Regions from separate parts of the Mus musculus genome. Here region 1 is linked to region 2. A link is a contact called in public Hi-C data. All regions are on one chromosome and are shown on one strand. The core of a region is the stretch at or near the end of the contact, and the rest is flanking DNA. Distances in the headings are between cores, read along the strand shown.

What was found. Hi-C and Micro-C count contacts between places; a contact is called where the count stands out from the background.
Region 1: a Hi-C map of cerebellum shows a contact between it and region 2, with 1.9 times the contacts expected there. The contact joins two enhancer-like sites. A contact is called at or near these places in 1 of 15 datasets of contacts at CTCF or cohesin (CD8 T cells), 8 of 484 Hi-C or Micro-C datasets (Sertoli cells, brain, cerebellar granule neurons and 5 more), 4 of 115 datasets of contacts at active chromatin or transcription factors (CD8 T cells, acute myeloid leukemia, embryonic stem cells and 1 more) and 1 of 9 other capture datasets (embryonic stem cells).

The regions. Positions count from the first base shown.
Region 1 is chr12:73,861,560-73,864,658 of GRCm38.p6, reverse strand. No RefSeq gene overlaps it. Among named protein-coding and RNA genes, the nearest start is that of Hif1a, 45 kb to the left of the region's middle. Within about 2 kb of position 1,513, at least 7 of the 459 cell types and tissues checked have an H3K27ac peak or open chromatin away from gene starts, as enhancers often do. A contact at or near this core is called in cerebellum, where this site is marked.
Region 2 is chr12:73,707,247-73,710,298 of GRCm38.p6, reverse strand. All of the region lies in intron 9 of Prkch (protein kinase C, eta), which reads right to left. Among named protein-coding and RNA genes, the nearest start is that of Gm34189, 73 kb to the left of the region's middle. Within about 2 kb of position 1,263, at least 63 of the 459 cell types and tissues checked have an H3K27ac peak or open chromatin away from gene starts, as enhancers often do. A contact at or near this core is called in cerebellum, where this site is marked.

The DNA of each region.
Region 1 (3,099 bases), core at 264-2,763, 150 kb before region 2:
GAGGTGTGCTCACAAGTCAAGGAAGCCAGGTTGCTGCCAGCTCACAGAGGCTGGAAGTGGTTAGAGGACAATCAGTCCCAGAAGGAGTTGATTTTAGATTTCTGGCCTTCAGAGCTCTAAGAAAATACATTTTTGTCATTTTAAGTAACCAGTTTGTGGTGGTTTGTTCCTACACTCCCAGAAAACCTCTCTTGAACCACTGTTAACAGCTGTTCACCCTGCAATCAGGGGACAGCACTAACTGCGAAACACACACACACATAATACACACACCACACACACACACACACACACACACACACCACTCTCCAGGCTTTAGCGGCATTTTGGTTTCCATGGGTCCACCTGAGGGACAGACGTGAAGGTAGACAATACACGAAGCTACTGCTCCTGTCTATTCCTCCTGCTCAAGAACTCCTACGCAGAGAAAGGCGGGACTGAAATTGGACTTCCCGAGCTTCAACACTTTCATGTAATTACAGAGCAATATGAAAAACAGAGAAGAGACTATTTTGAGCCTGGCATATGCCATTAGGTTCTCAGAACACATGATGATCCGTTGCTGACAGCTGGGTGTATAGCCTCATCTCTGTCTTCTCCCCCGGAACGGCTATGGTCCAGCAGTGTCAGCTCATTTCTCCTTCCTGACCCAACTCACTTGCTTAGATGATTTTTTGCCTGCACACAGCCCATTCCCCTTTTCTTGAAATGCTCTCCCTGAAGTTAAGCTGACCCATGGATTCTTCTTCATTGTGTGAAGCCAGGTTCATGCCTCATTAGCTTCCACTCAAGATTAGATTATGGATTCTCTTTTGCAATGACCTTACTTTTTATAAAACACAAAGCCTTACTTTATGCACAGCTCTATGTTATAATTCTTTCTGTATCCATTTCTTTGAAGGTCAAGTTATTTTAGGCACATTTTAGTGTCCTCTGTGCCTTGTACTTCAGCCAGTGCCAGTCCACCGAGTTATATTGATTTGGATTTATATTCTGGAATTGATGACCTTATTTAAGAGCTGTATTACTTCTTCCCAGATGATGTCACTATGCCACTAATACCACCAGGAGGCTGTGATACTGGATTTCATGGAATGGATCTGAGAATAGAGGACATGATGGTTGGCTTTACCCGAAGCTGGCGTGGAAAGGAAATATTTTCATCCCAACGAGGAGAAAGAAAGGTAGTTTTGAGAGTGAGTCAGAACTTTCTCTAGCTGCTCCTCATGTAGATTTGTTCTGGACCCTAGCCCTCCTAGGTTACCATCTATTTGTGACGACTCTGTGTAGTTTCCCAAGGACTACTGAGATATCCTGTTTTTTCCTGGTGACAGAGAAGAGCACTGTGGCACAGGCTTCTCCCGAGGGGTTGGAATAGAAATAACTGTGTGGTCCACGAGTCCTCTAAATGGTACAGAGGAGAACTCTTGATGAAAAGCACAGCTCCCATCCTTGCCCTGAAACTGGGATTCTGCCTGGGCTATTTTGGGCCTTGTTTCCAGTTGCCTCTGGCCAGTGACAAGATTTCACACTCGCTGCCACTTCTCATTATGGCCCCTGCTGCTCGTGTCTCAGAAAGGCTTCTCCGAGGCTGATGGGCTCAGGCTTCGGAAACAGGCTGCCTTGCTCTGCCGGAGAGGCACTCCTGGCAATGTGGGCAACTCAGTGTGCTTGTGTTTGCAGACAGGGACTCCTCTCACCTTCCAGAGAGATAGGTATGTCCTACCTTAGCTACGAGAGATTGGATTCCTTCCTTAGGAAGTTGCAGTCTGCAAGGCATTCAGATACACTGTGAATACACTGTGAATGCAGTCAGTTTTTCTTAATGGGTCTGTCCTGAGAAACAGAACCATGTGGAAACATGGAGAGGTCTGGCAGCACACTAAGGTCCAGAAGGAGTCTTCCAGAGGGGAAATCCAGTAGGATGTTGTAAGGGGGCTGGATAATGGCAGTCCCTATTTCCCCATATTTCCTTTCTATGGGGTCACATTAGGTGGCCTTTGTTCTTTGTTCTCACTGGCTCCCTCAGATTTAGAGCCAGAGCTTCTCAATTCTGTGTCCCAGCCATATTTTAGCCGAGTAGTGTGTTCTTTAACTTTTCAAGCCCAGGAATAGTTAAGCGAACTATGGACAGGGACCTCAGGTCACGGCCCTCTTCCTAACATTCAACCACAGCTGGTACACCTGCGCAAACAGTACCTTGTAAGTCTCCATCCTCCAAAGTCGTTCTCTATTGATTGTGAGGCTCTTACTGATAGTTCTCCTGGATTGCAGGGACACTAAGACTATATAATTAACAGGGATCTTTAAAGGCTTCGGTGGAATATTTGGATTCAATAACTAGAGACTCAGAATTTCAGCGAAAAGAAGACAGATGGAGAGGATATAGGAGAATTTAAACATAGATGAAATACAATAGGGGGCAAGCAGACCCTCCAAGAACTAGAAAGACTTCCTTTCTCATCTGAGGCGCTGCAATTTCTTGTGGAAAGCATCTGTTCCAATTTCTCTCTGGTGCATCCTCTTCTGTCCTTTTGACCCCTCCTTCACACCCCTCTCTTCATCACGTAAGCTGGTGCTCGGTTTTTGGCTTTGAAAGATACTGACTTCAGTCTTCACCTCTCACCCAGCATTTTCTCCCGCTAATTAAGTAGAGATTATCCAAGTATAAAGCAATTAATAAGTAAGCTAATGAGTGTAATCATTAATGAGAAGATGAAGGCAAAGTCAAATCTCCTATGGAAAATGGAGCACACGTGGATGCTTGTCAAGAATGGGAAGATAAATTGACTAAGGCATACATCTACCTATCTCTATAGGATCACAGATGCTGACTGCTCTAGTTAACTTTCTACTGCTGTGATAAAACGCCATGACCAAAAGCAATATGTGTTGGGGGCAAGGGTTAGTTGACCTGCAGGTTAGAGTCCATCCTAAGGAGAAGCCATGGCAAAAACACAGGCAGGAGAAACACAGATCTGGAGACAGAAATGAAGCAACGACCATACAGAAGTACTGTTTACTGGATCAATCCTCATGGCTTGCTCAACTTGCTATCTTACTCCACCCAGGACCAACTGCCCAGGGCCTCATTACCCC
Region 2 (3,052 bases), core at 14-2,513:
AGAAGCCACATACTTTCAGGTAGCCCCTTGCTGTGTGATCCAGGATAGATTGTTTAACCTCTCTGGAGCTCAGCTGTGCAAACTGTTCCAAGGAGGATGCAAACATCTTCACCTTCTGGGATTGTTTGGAGTACTGCAAGACATTTTGCCCAACAGGTATTTATCAGATAGCAGTGTGCACTTTCTGGGGCAGCAAGAACGAGTAAAGCATCCAGAGTGCACTTCAGTGAACTTCCAGCTTCTGCACCTGCCCATCCTGCAGAACGGACACATTCAGACTCCAACAATGATCAACCAGGCACACTGATGCTAGCAGAGGCCTCTGCAGACAGACCATCATCTCCTTTGTCTTCTCCTCTTCTCTCCTAGCCTGTAGCCTTGGGGGGTCTCTTCTCCTTGACCAGGATGGCAGAGTATCAGAGCACAGGGAGATGATGGCATGATGGGAGCTGAGTGTGCCTCCTTCCCAATCCAGCTGATGGTAGCACCTCAGGATGCACTTGGGACTGGCTCAGTAAATTGTGGACTGTGGGCTGTGGCTAATCTGCCCCTGCCCTGTGTATGCAGCTCCCTCCCCACAAGGGACTCCTTCTAGAGGCTCTTTACTCACTAGGGAGAAAGGCAGTCTTTTCTTTTCTCTTCTTTTCTTTTCTTTTCTTTTCTTTTCTTTTCTTTTCTTTTCTTTTCTTTTCTTTCCTTTCCTTTTCCTTTCCTCTTTCTCTTTCTTTCTTCTCTCTCTCTCTCTCTCTCTCTCTCTCTCTCTCTCTCTCTCTCTCTCTCTCTCTCTCTCTCTCTTTCTTTCTTTCTTTTTGGACTGGAGATGCCTAACTAGGCAAACTAGGAAATAAAGAACTTCTTAAAGACACCAAGTGCTAGGAAAGCCAGAGCCCAAACTTTAACTCAAGGTTCCCTTGTTATTACCTGCCCCAAAGGGGGGTGGAATAATAACCCCTTTCTCACCTCTACATATTCTGCTTTACTAATAACTAATATGACAACAATGGAGAGGAAAATACAGAGGAAGCAACGCTCTCTTGCCCTTGTGTTACCAAGTCACTTCCCTGACATCCTTAGCGTCTGCTGAGAGCGTCCTGTGCCTGTGTGCACAGATTCTGAACAATCTCGCCTTCTGCAATTGGGGCTGGGCTTTGCTGCTACTCCTCCGCCAGCTAGGAGCAGCAGATCCCTCTGGCCTGTCTCGAGCTCCATCTTCAGGACTGACCCAGGAAGTCTAGCAGCCCAGGCTCTGAGGAAACCTACAGCAAGGGGCCGGTCCTGTCCTTCCTGTCCCTGGGAGCCTCTGTGGTCTACAGCCATTAGAGAAGCAGAGGTAAACAGAGTTGAATTCCTAAGGAGTGAGGAGGGACCTCGGTACAGCCCTCTTCTAGGTTTTGGACACAGGATGTCCTGTATTTTTGAAGCAGAAGGCCTGCTCAGATAAACTGGGTCTCTGAACAAAGACTGGGGCATCTGACCAATATTGACTTTGCTGCTTCCCCCAACCCCTTCCTGGGAGGCTGCTTTCTGTCTTTGCTCCTTTCTCCCTCCTCCAGCCTCTCCCTCTGGCTGGCCTCTTACCCCACCTATCTGCCTCTCTGAAGCTCAGTTTTCTCTGCCTGGCCTCAGCTGAAAGCTCTTCTTACTCAAGCGGGAAGCCTGTGGAAGAAAGGCGGTGGGCCTCCATTCCAGGCCATAAATGCCAATAGGCTGACAGCCCCAATGAAGATGAAAGGACCCGGAAGCAAAGTCAGCTTCAAAGCACCGAGGACAACAGCATGTGCTAGATTTGTGACACGGGTCCCTTGTAACCAAGTGTTCCTTGGCTAAAAAATGCCTTATTCTCACTAGCTCTGTTGTTTAAAACAACAAAACAAAACATGCATTTGAAAACTGTGTACCAACCCAGCAACTCCGCCACTCAGCTACTGTCCTGATGAGATTTTTATCATCATTTCTGGCTGGTGCCTTTGTAGGGAATGGAGAGCCACTTTGCTGTCTTGGCCAGAACTTGATATGGATACAAACCACTCATCTTTGTAAGTACTGTATCCTTTCCTGGAACCTTCTAGTTCTACGGTTTCTTAAAAGTGCTGGGTGTGAGGGAGTGTTTTATTATTTCCATGTTTCTCTGAACTACAGACAAAGCAAAGATAATAACCGAGTCTATCTTATGGAGCGACAACATGCCATTAGTCATGCATGCTAGGTGCTGATGACAATGTCTGATATCCAATACTTTTGAATTTTTTTAAGTGACCTAGTGGATCTGGAACTCCTGGACTCTACCTCTCATAGCCTGTCTGAGACTCCAGGTCTGAGCCATCACATCTGGAAGAACACCCACTTCAATTAGTACATTAAGTGTTTTCCCTTTGCTGAAAGCTCAGGTCATTTCAACTTAACTCAGATGATAAGAAAATAAATAACTCCAAAATCTAAAACAAAGAAAAAGATCTAAATAGATATTTCTCAAAACAAGAAGTATAAGTGGCCAATAGATACATTTAAGAGAAATGATGGCCACTAACCATCAGAGAAATGCAAACTGAAGCCACCCCAAGGTGGCTTTTCCCTGCTGGAGCTGCTATTAAAAGGATGAAAGGAATTGAGCTCCAGCAACACAGGAAGGAAAGAAGGCCCATCCATCCGTGTGCACAGACACTGGGCCTGTGAGTCCGTCAACCACCGCCCAAATCCAAATGGAGACGCCTCAAAAGTTAAAATGGAATATGCGTATGATCCAACCAACAGTTCCACAAGCTCGGTTTATATCCAAGAAGTCTGAAGTCAGAAGCAAGATGATTGAAAAGAGAACTGCACGCCCTGTTCACGGCAACATTATCATCGTATGGCTGGATGGACAGAGATATGGATGGATGGACCCAGAAAATGTGGGGTGGATACACAATGAGCCATCGTTCAACCTTAAGACGGGAGGAAACCCTGGCATGTGTGGCAACACAGATGGATCTGGAGAAGATTAAGTGAAATAAACCAGGCATAGAAAATCAAATCTAAAGAACTCCCAGGAGCAAAGGATGGATGCCAGGGC